Linked DNA regions of Danio rerio: region 2 is linked to region 1. A link is a contact called in public Micro-C data. All regions are on one chromosome and are shown on one strand. The core of a region is the stretch at or near the end of the contact, and the rest is flanking DNA. Distances in the headings are between cores, read along the strand shown. Region 1 holds the start of cfdp1 (craniofacial development protein 1). Region 2 holds the start of nudt21 (nudix hydrolase 21).

Region 1 (4,468 bases), core at 599-3,098:
AGAGAGGTGTTGTTCCCGCAGGTGGTGTTATTAGACCTGGGCACCAAATTCAAACTGAGGATCTGCTTGACGAATCCAATCTGCACGTCCTGCATTTCTCCAACGATCAACGCTTCGATCATCCGTAACAGAAGTATCAAAGCCGAATAACAGCATTAGAAAGGGAAGGTGGGCTTTAGCGGAGCGTTTGTTTTTAGCACAGATGCTCGTCCATCTGCAAGAAGCTCGTTTCAAACCGCAAAAGCCGATGACTGTGCGGATTTGCTGTCATTTAGCTAAAAGCACTATTAATCTACAGACGATCTGCAACACCGATCAAAAATCGATATGAATGATGGTTTTATCCACCACTACTGTTGTTGGTTTGAGATTATCTCGCTGTCACCTGCGATTTGCTACGGGCTTGTGGGCGGGACTTGAAGGGTTTGTGTGGTATGTCCCTGAACGGTTGCCGTAATACTGGACTTAAAAATCATATGGATGGATTTGTTTCTGTGTTCCTCAAGGATTTTTTTGATGTTTTATTTTTTTTTTATTTTATTTACTCTTTTGTTATTTGTAAATTATTATTATTATTATTATTATTATTATATTTTAATAATTATCTATTATATTAATACTCTATTATTATATTTTATATTAATAATTATATATTACATTAATACTTTACTAATATAACGATGGCCATAATAACCCCTATTATTATTATTATTATTATTATTATTTCATTTTAATAATTATATTTTATATTAATAATTTACTAGTATAACAATAGCCATAATAATCCCTATTGTTATTATTATTATTTTATTTCAATAATTACATATTATATATTTTAAAAATTATATATTATATTAAAACTTTCCTAATATAACAATGGGTGACGCGGTGACATAGTAGGTAGTGCTGTCGCTTCACAGCAATAAGGTCGCTGGTTCGATCCTCGGCTGGGTCAGTTGCCGTTTCTGTGTGGAGTTTGCATGTTCTCCCTCCGTTCGCGTCGGTTTCTTCCAGGTGCTCCAGTTTCCCCAACAGTCTAAAGACATTTGGTACAGGTGAATTGGGTAGGCTAAATTGTCCCTAGTGTATGTGTGTGAATGAGTGTGTGTGTGTGGATGTTTCCCAGAAATGGTTTGCGGCTGGAAGGGCATCCGCTGCATAAAAACGTACTAGATAAGTTGGCGGTTCATTCCACTGTGGTGACCCTGAATTAATAAAGTGACTTAGCCGAATAGAAAATGAATGAATAATATAACAATGGTCATAACAATCCTTATTATTGATAATTTTATTTTAATAATTATATATTATATTTTAATAACTATATATTATATTAATTCTTTACTAATATAACAATGGTCATAATAATCCCTATTATTATTATTATTGTTGTTGTTGTATTTTTGTCCGTTTTAGAACATGATTTGAACGTTTTTTTAAGATATAAATAATTTGTAACAGAATATATTGGTGTATTTATAGATTTTTAATTATTATTTTTTGTATACTCTGTGCTGTTATTATTGCTAACCTTAAGAATATATTTACCTTTAATTACATAATTAGAAATATTATAAACATTAAAAAGTTTAATACAACAGAATACAATCAAAACAACCTATAATATATATTGTGGTTCGTTATCTTTAGATTAATTACACAATATACAATGCTTTACTACCGTTTGGTTGAATATTTGTTGATATTGTTGTTGTTAAAAAACATTTTCTAAATATTGTGTCTTTAATTTTAGCTCAAGGACTTGAAGATGAAAGAAACGACGAGCCTGGAGGCTGACGATGAGCCGTTGAGTCGCTCTTTTAGCGATCGGATGAAGCTAGCAAGCTAACATGCTGGGCTTTTAGTAAAGCAACCACACGTTTGTTCAAAGCTAGCTGGTTAGCCCCAGTGTTTCTTGCAAGTATTTTTTGGAGTTTTTCTCTGATTTAGCAGCTAATTCTACAGCGCACTGCACGTACGACACAAGAATGAATTATTCAGATTACGACTCGGATGGTTATTCATCAAACGAAGATGAAGACTATGTCCCTTCAGGTAACGATAAGATGTTTAGCATGAAATTAGCATGGTTGTATATATATATATGAAAGAGTAGTGATGTAGCTAAGCTAACTCGACTGTTCTTTGTATATGTATACCTATACTGTCCCCCTGTTTACATCGTTTTTATTTAATATGCAGGCACAAATAAATAAAACGAATACATTGATAATGCTCATACTTTGCTTTCATTTATAAATAATTATCTAGAAAATCATACATCTGTTTACATACATTGTGTGTGAGATATTCATATCCCTCTTTGAAGACCCCTGCATTATAATGTTTTCATATTTAAGTAACTATTAATACGTTAGTTTTTGAAAGATGTTCACCTGGCAGTAAGAGTGATGACAAAGATGTAAACAATCATACATGCTGTTGGGCAACTGTCTTAATCTTCATAATAATTACAAACTGGTACTAAGAAGGAAAAAATACTCATTTTTAACTATGGAAAATATTAGAAAGATTTTAACTAACAGTATATAGAGAAATGAAGGTCAATGGAGTTGGAAATCTGCTACTTCATATTGTACTGCTCCCAAGAGTTGTAAATATACTTTAATCTTGAGTTATTGAAAGGGACGTTTGGCATTTTTCATATTATTTTTAAATATTATATTACATATATTATACATTGTCCTTTCAAATGTCTATGCTGCAGTAAATACTATGTTTGCATGTTTGTTTTGTCTCATTGTCGTGATTTTATTTACATTTATTTCATTTTTTTCTTTGATCAGATGATAACTTGAGTGAGGATGACATTAATGATTGTGTAAAGGAGGATGCGCTGGAAGGGGAGGATCACGACCGGCAGACGCCGGAAAATTTAACAAAGAAAAAGAAGAAAAGTAAAGCAGATGTCCATATGAGGTAGGGCTGCCCGATTTGGAGAAAGAAAATCTATTTGCGATTTATCTAATCAAAATTGTGATTTGCAATTTACTGTAATTTTATAAAGGAGCTGCAGGTTTGATGTGGTGGTTTTATCGGCACCAACCAAGCATATTCACAAAGTACGCTACACTATGCTACTGTATATTTAAAACCATTCATGACAAATTAAGATAATAACTACATTATTTTTAATTAAATTAAATAAATTATATTTATAATCTAATTTAAATCCTTAACATTTAGATTGTGTTACATTTTTCTTCATATCAATTTCATGAGCATTTATAGCAAATAAACTAATGTAAATTTTATCTTTTTTGCTTTTGGAGAGCAGCCCATGTTCTCTTGTTATTAATATTTTAATAAACTTTATTAGGTAAACTGTCCGTGATATGAACAAAAGCAAGTGATGCATCAAAGTATTATAAATATAATGAAGTTTTATAAATTAATAATAAAATCTTAAATAATAGGCCTATAGGTAAATAATAATTATACGATGTAGTTCTATGTTCTATGTCTCTCTCGCCATAGTAATAATTGAAATAATCGTAGCTTTTGCGATGTGAAATTACACCTTTTCAAATCGAGATATCGGTTTTAAATTTATTAATTTGTGCAGGTGTAATATGAGGTATAGATGATTTTACTGACATTTACTTTAAACCCACTTGTAGGAATAGTTCACCTTAAAAATGTAAATGTACTTACAATTTACTTAACTCAAGTGGTTCCAAACATCTTAAGGGGCTTTTTTTTGTTGTTAAACACACAAAAAAATTTAATAATGCTGAAAACCGCTAGCCATTGACATACAGTGTAGGAAAAAATATTATGGAAGTCAGCGGCTGACGGTTCCAGCATTCTACAAAACGTCTTTTTTTTTTTTTGTTCAAAAGAAGAAGCTCAGCAATTGGAGCAAGTGAACCGTGATTAAATGACAACTGTTTTAATTTGTAGTTGTCACTTTCTCCTTGTTTCCAAAGAAAAAGGAAAAAAGGAGGCCTCAAACTGGTGGAGGATGGCGAGGCAAGTACAGCAGATCAGCAGAAGGACGAAGATGAGCCAAAGGAAGACGATTTTGTAACCAAGTCAGTAGGAGACATTGAAGAGCGGCAGAAGAAGAAAGCAGATGATCTTTGGGCTAGTTTTCTGAGTGATATCCCTAGACCCAAAGCAGAAGTTCCAAGTGCAAGCTCTCAGAAGGTAAAGTATCAGCTCAAGAATACAAACACAAATAAAAGAGGTTTTGTTTAAAGTCTGTGTGAAATCAAAATTTACTATGTTTATTTTGCTAATGCAGATTGTTATTGTTAAACTTTTTTTTTTTTAGTTAAAGCCCTACCATTTGTTCTGCATTCTTGTGGTCCTTCTCTGTTGATGTATTTACTGCTGAAGGACATTGACCTGGACAGATTGTTGTTCATAGATTTAGTTTATTATAGTTTTAAAATTTTTTAAAACAGTTGTTCAGGTGACGCAGTGGCGCAGTAGGTAGTGCTGT
Region 2 (5,140 bases), core at 2,483-4,982, 320 kb after region 1:
TTATGGTGTTTTTGAAGAAGATCTTTCACTAGTCTACACTGCAGTTATTTATTTAATTTTAGTTTACTTAGTTAAGATGGCTGCACTAAAGAGAATAGTTTTTTTTCAGACTATAGTCTATATTGGAGGTATTTATTTAATTCTAGTTGTTTACTCGGGTATCCTGACTGTACTAAAAATGCGATGACAAAGTTAATAAAGAAAAAGGTAAGATGTTCTTGTTATTAAGTGAATTGTCCCTTAGCATTGCTGTTAACATGACATCAACCCTAACCCCACAGCAAACAGAAACCGAACCGTGGCTCCAAAACCGTGAACCGAACCGAACCGAACCGTGCCTTTTGTGTATCGTTACACCCCTAGTTTTTAGCTTCTATTGTTTGAATTGAAAGGAAAAGTAAATATGTTTTGATGCGCAATTCATTTCTGTGAATCAAAGGCAAATTTTTTGAAGCCATTACATCATTCAGAAATTCTACTATTTCTATTTACTATTTATATTACCAAACATAATTTTTTTATGCTTCACTACCACGTTTGTCTGTTTCCAACTGGATGTAAAAAGCACTTCAACCTAATCATGTGTGAGTTATCATCATGAGCTCAAGTTCATTATTTCAAATATAGACTTGCAGCAAGTGCAGCCCTAGAATCGAGTATAGTGTAGCTTTGCACACAGTCAGAAAAATAATGATACCTCTGTCATTAGTCGCTTCAACCCCTCCACCTCATCCTCTCCAGGGTTCAACTCGCCTCCAGGGCTGTAAAAACAAAATAACTGTCACTCACTCAAACTCACAATAGATGAACAAACAAAACAATATAAAGAAAAGCAAACAAGCCATTGAAAAATAGTGAACAACAAGTAGGAATATTTAAAGATAGGTTTCTTTATATAACAGCTTAACCACTTAAACAGCAGCACTCTATTGAATTCATCACATCCACAACACACAATCTATAGCTTACAGTTTGAAGAAGGTTGTCCCCAGCTGAAGTAGCAGAACATGAGGGAGTCTGTGCTCGTGCACGATCAGAACACCCTCCACAGTCCGCCGCATCCCGATTTTCTCAAATTCTTCCCGCATCCGCTGAAAGCGTGCGGCTACCGAGCTGTCCTTCTCATAGAGCGGCTCCTTGGTGCCGAATGTGTAATTTGTAAGAGGGTATCTTTGGAAAAACAAACATGTTATTTCATTTAAATTGAGGTGTGATAAAGCTTTAATAATCCACACACTGCAAAACAAAACATAGCATCATAACAAAATAATGAGGGAAAAAAGATGGCAAGCACTGTATGTGGCCGCTAGTAGTAGGGCTGCACAATATATCGTTTCAGCATTGATATCGCAATGTGAACATTCGCAATAGTCAAATCACGAGTATATGCAATGTTGAGTCTGGGTTATAATTTACAATATTTCAAGTGTTTTTGAGGCCTGTGATTGTGTGAGGGTTTTAACAGCATGTGTACAGCTTTTAACTAAAAAATAATAATGATGAATTTGCTTGTTTTATTTTACAATTAATCATTTACTGTACACCTAAATGCAGTTTGACTCCTCAAAAACAATAAAACACTGTTTATGTAATTTGTATTTTTCTTTATTGAATTTTTCTATGCTTGTTTCTTATTTTTTTATGCATGCACTCTTCTACAAAATCATCCCAATCAATCTAAAATTTCTAATTCTTTCCAAATAGGCTTGTAAAATTGTATTTATATTGCAATTTATGTCACAGAACAAAAACATATCCCAATGTTAGATTTTTCAAATACAGTGCAGCCCTAGCCGCTAGTCATGTAAATTTCCATAAAGCTTCAAAACCTTTAAGAATCTTGTTTTCAAATAAGTGGTTGCATATCAAGGGGTCACAAAAAGTCACAATTTATGTAATGGAGGATGCATTTCATCATAATTATTTCAAAAAGTTATTAAAATCCAATGGTTCATGTATCTGTGCGTCTGAATTATGCCAGATTCCCAACTGTATTTATCAAAGCTTGTGATTGGTTTGTTACTGTATATTATTGCAAAATCACTCCCTTAATAAATCACCTAAATTATGAATTCTTTTTGAATAGACCTACTCATTTCATCTAGTAAAATTATCGCAATGTACATCGCAGAGGATTAAAATATCACTTGGTAATTTCTCCCTAATATTGTGCTGCTCTAATTTTGACCAGAAGGCATTACCAATCTGTGGTATTTTGAATGTTTAAAGGTTTTGTGAAGTGCTTTGAAATGGGCATTTATATTCCATGTTTGAGGTAATCTCAACTGAAACATAATGAAATGGTGGCAGTTCCTCCCCTTTAGAAAATAAAAACAGAGAATAGCGTTTTGTTTTTATCACAAACAATCTCTGCCAATGAGAGTGTTTGAGCTTAAGGCATCAAATGAATAGCAAATGAGAACCATCTTGGCAGGGGGTGGGGTTTATGCTCACATACTAGAGAGCATTTGATTGGTCAAGATTTGGTGAGTAAGTAAAACATGAAGTGACCTATGAATAATCATAGATTAGGCGGAAGTGACAAACTGCGGGCTTTAGATGTGTATATATCTTATAACGCAAATTGAGTCACTGTTTGAGCACACTAGCTTATAGATATCCTCAAAACTAACATCTAAAAAGCTTTATTTTTACTTTTTATTTTATTTCACAGGTCCTACCTTTAAAAGAGCAATCATTTATTAATTTTATACAAAGTGTAATTTGGATCTTGTGCTCGCCTATTATGGGCGTTTCATTCCATTGTGTTTTCATACAGCTTTTTGTACAAATTAAAAATAATACTCCCAAATAAGGGTTTCAATATCAAATTTGAATTTACATTAAAGATCATTCATATTAATATTTGATTAACATTGGCATAAGGTTAGCGTTATTAACAAAATCAACAATTATAATAACAATTCTACCGTCACTCAATATAATCAATGATTGGGATTTGTTTACGTAACTTGCTCAAGAATTCGACTGTTTGATTTCTAAGTCATACTTAACGTTACACCAAAATAATAACAAATAACACCATAAACCACAAATAATCAAATAACATTTCAATAACATTGCGCCTGTCGACTAATGTTAGTGATATTTTCGAATAAATGTGCAAAGAGCCCTAGGATAAATCACCGAGAACAATGCTAACTGCAACATATGGAATACAAAACTAATAAGAACTATATCGAACTCTTATATTTCAATATCCCTGCATATGTACACACTGCCATAAATGTGCATGCATTTTGCCACATAAAAAACAAAACTCTGAATATTTCACTGTATTGTTACGCATGCAAACAAGAGCTGGCAGCAAGAAGCTACGGTAGTCTGCCATGGTCAAACGCTAACAATGCTAACGTACTGACATGAAAGGCACAATGCAGCAGCACTAGGATTTACAACCATTAAAGCTTGTTTAAGTAATCGCATATATCGTTTGTAGTGTTGAATTTTAAGTTCAAGTTACTCACAGGTTGATTGTTCTCTCCAGGGTGAGGGGTTTAGTCGCCTGGGTAATGTATTTATTGCCGAACTGATTTACTCCTCGAGGCCAACCGGTAGATGATCGATTAGGAGGTACAACTGACATCGTATGACGGATTATTAAATCACTTCCTAATATTTGCACTAATCGCGTTTTTTTCCACGTTGATTACTTTATTACTGTGATTGAATTGCACAGCCTTGGCGCTCGATGAAAACTGGAATACGGCGCTCTGCTGTGAAAGCACATCCGGGACATTGGGTTACTTCCTGTGTTACGACCGTGTGTTTCGGCTCTTCAGATTTTTCTCATCTGATCTATGAGCAAGAGTTGTTTTCCACATTATAAGTAGTGGGTTTGAACAGTCCAGACACGATTCAAACCCTTACCCTTCAAACAGAGGGTTTGTGGTTGTTTATTACACTTTTCTGCCTGCTACAAGGCGTGTTTTGGTGTCTGTTAACCTGACATCACAAACACAAGAATACCACAGAAATGTCCAAACTAGATTATTAAACCATGTATTAATCAGAAAAAGACAGTAACAATTAAACCACTTATATAGCCTGTAATAGTTATTTAGGGAATTTTACCATTTAATGTTTGCAAGATTGCTTTGTGTATACGTAGCCTAATTTTTGCTTTAATGTAAACAGAACAGTTTTTTTAATACTTTATACGGACCTTTGGTGTTTTTAAAACATCATCAGTCGGTGCTATTCCCACATATCAAAAAATATCTGGCCCACATAATCAGCTTTTGCTTGGCCCACTTGCGGCAGTAAATTATGGTATATGAGTGGACCAATTCTGGCTTTTAGACAAGGACCAAACATGGACAATATCTGGGCCAAGTCTCAGACAAGTTAATAACCCATAACTGAGCCTAAACTTCACCAGATATGTTTTTGTATCCCGTCTGCAATGAAATTGATATACTCAGGGATCATTGCGCTTTAGGCATGCTATGGGCTTGCTTTTTCTCGAAGCGATGATTGGTACTTGGTAGAATTTTTTTCTTTATTTGAAAATAATAAAAATGTATTTTAAATGTGGGTCAAGATAAGCCTAACGTTCATGGCTCATATATCAATTGTTAACATCTGGCCCGAGTAGGCCTATTGTGTGCCGTCTTAAAGACGGTGCCACCTCTGCCAAACCAGGGCCATGTTTGGCCTACATGCTGTATGCCAGTGCCAGACAAATGCCTGCCCTGCCAGATATATGCCATATCTGGGTCAGAATTCTTTTCTACCTGTGTTGGAGGCACAACAAGTTAGCCTACACTGAATCACTTGCATATTTTGCTAAACATGTGATCAATTATTGCCATTCTTTAAGCCAGGAATGTCAAACTCAGTTCCTGGAGGGCCGCAACCTTGCACAGTTTAGCTTCAACCCTGCTTCGATATACTTACCTGAAACCTGAAGGACTCAATTAGTTTAATCAGGTTTGTTTAATTAGGGTTAAGCTAAACTGTGCAGAGCTGTGGTCCATCAGGAACTGAGTTTGACACCTGTGCTTTAAGCAGTATATAATGCAGTGCAAAAACAGCTTAGTGCACATACCTTGATATGTCTGAGAAAATCTTAATAAACACCTCAGCTTTCAGAAAATACTTAACACAGTAAGTGTCT

Evidence for each region. Hi-C and Micro-C count contacts between places; a contact is called where the count stands out from the background.
Region 2: a Micro-C map of caudal fin shows a contact between it and region 1, with 4 times the contacts expected there. The contact joins the promoter of nudt21 here to the promoter of cfdp1 in region 1. A contact is called at or near these places in 3 of 18 Hi-C or Micro-C datasets (caudal fin, embryo and an unstated tissue) and 2 of 4 datasets of contacts at active chromatin or transcription factors (caudal fin and embryo).

Annotation. Positions count from the first base shown.
Region 1 is chr18:23,804,806-23,809,273 of GRCz12tu, forward strand. It overlaps cfdp1 (craniofacial development protein 1), which reads left to right and starts at 1,849. Exons shown (of 7, transcript NM_001100035.1): 1 at 1,849-2,055; 2 at 2,808-2,940; 3 at 3,951-4,170. The coding sequence starts at 1,989. tmem170a (transmembrane protein 170A) reads right to left here and starts at 369. Exons shown (of 3, transcript NM_200689.2): 1 at 1-369. The coding sequence starts at 122.
Region 2 is chr18:24,123,222-24,128,361 of GRCz12tu, forward strand. nudt21 (nudix hydrolase 21) reads right to left here and starts at 3,733. Exons shown (of 7, transcript NM_201117.1): 1 at 3,489-3,733; 2 at 970-1,170; 3 at 698-761. The coding sequence starts at 3,607.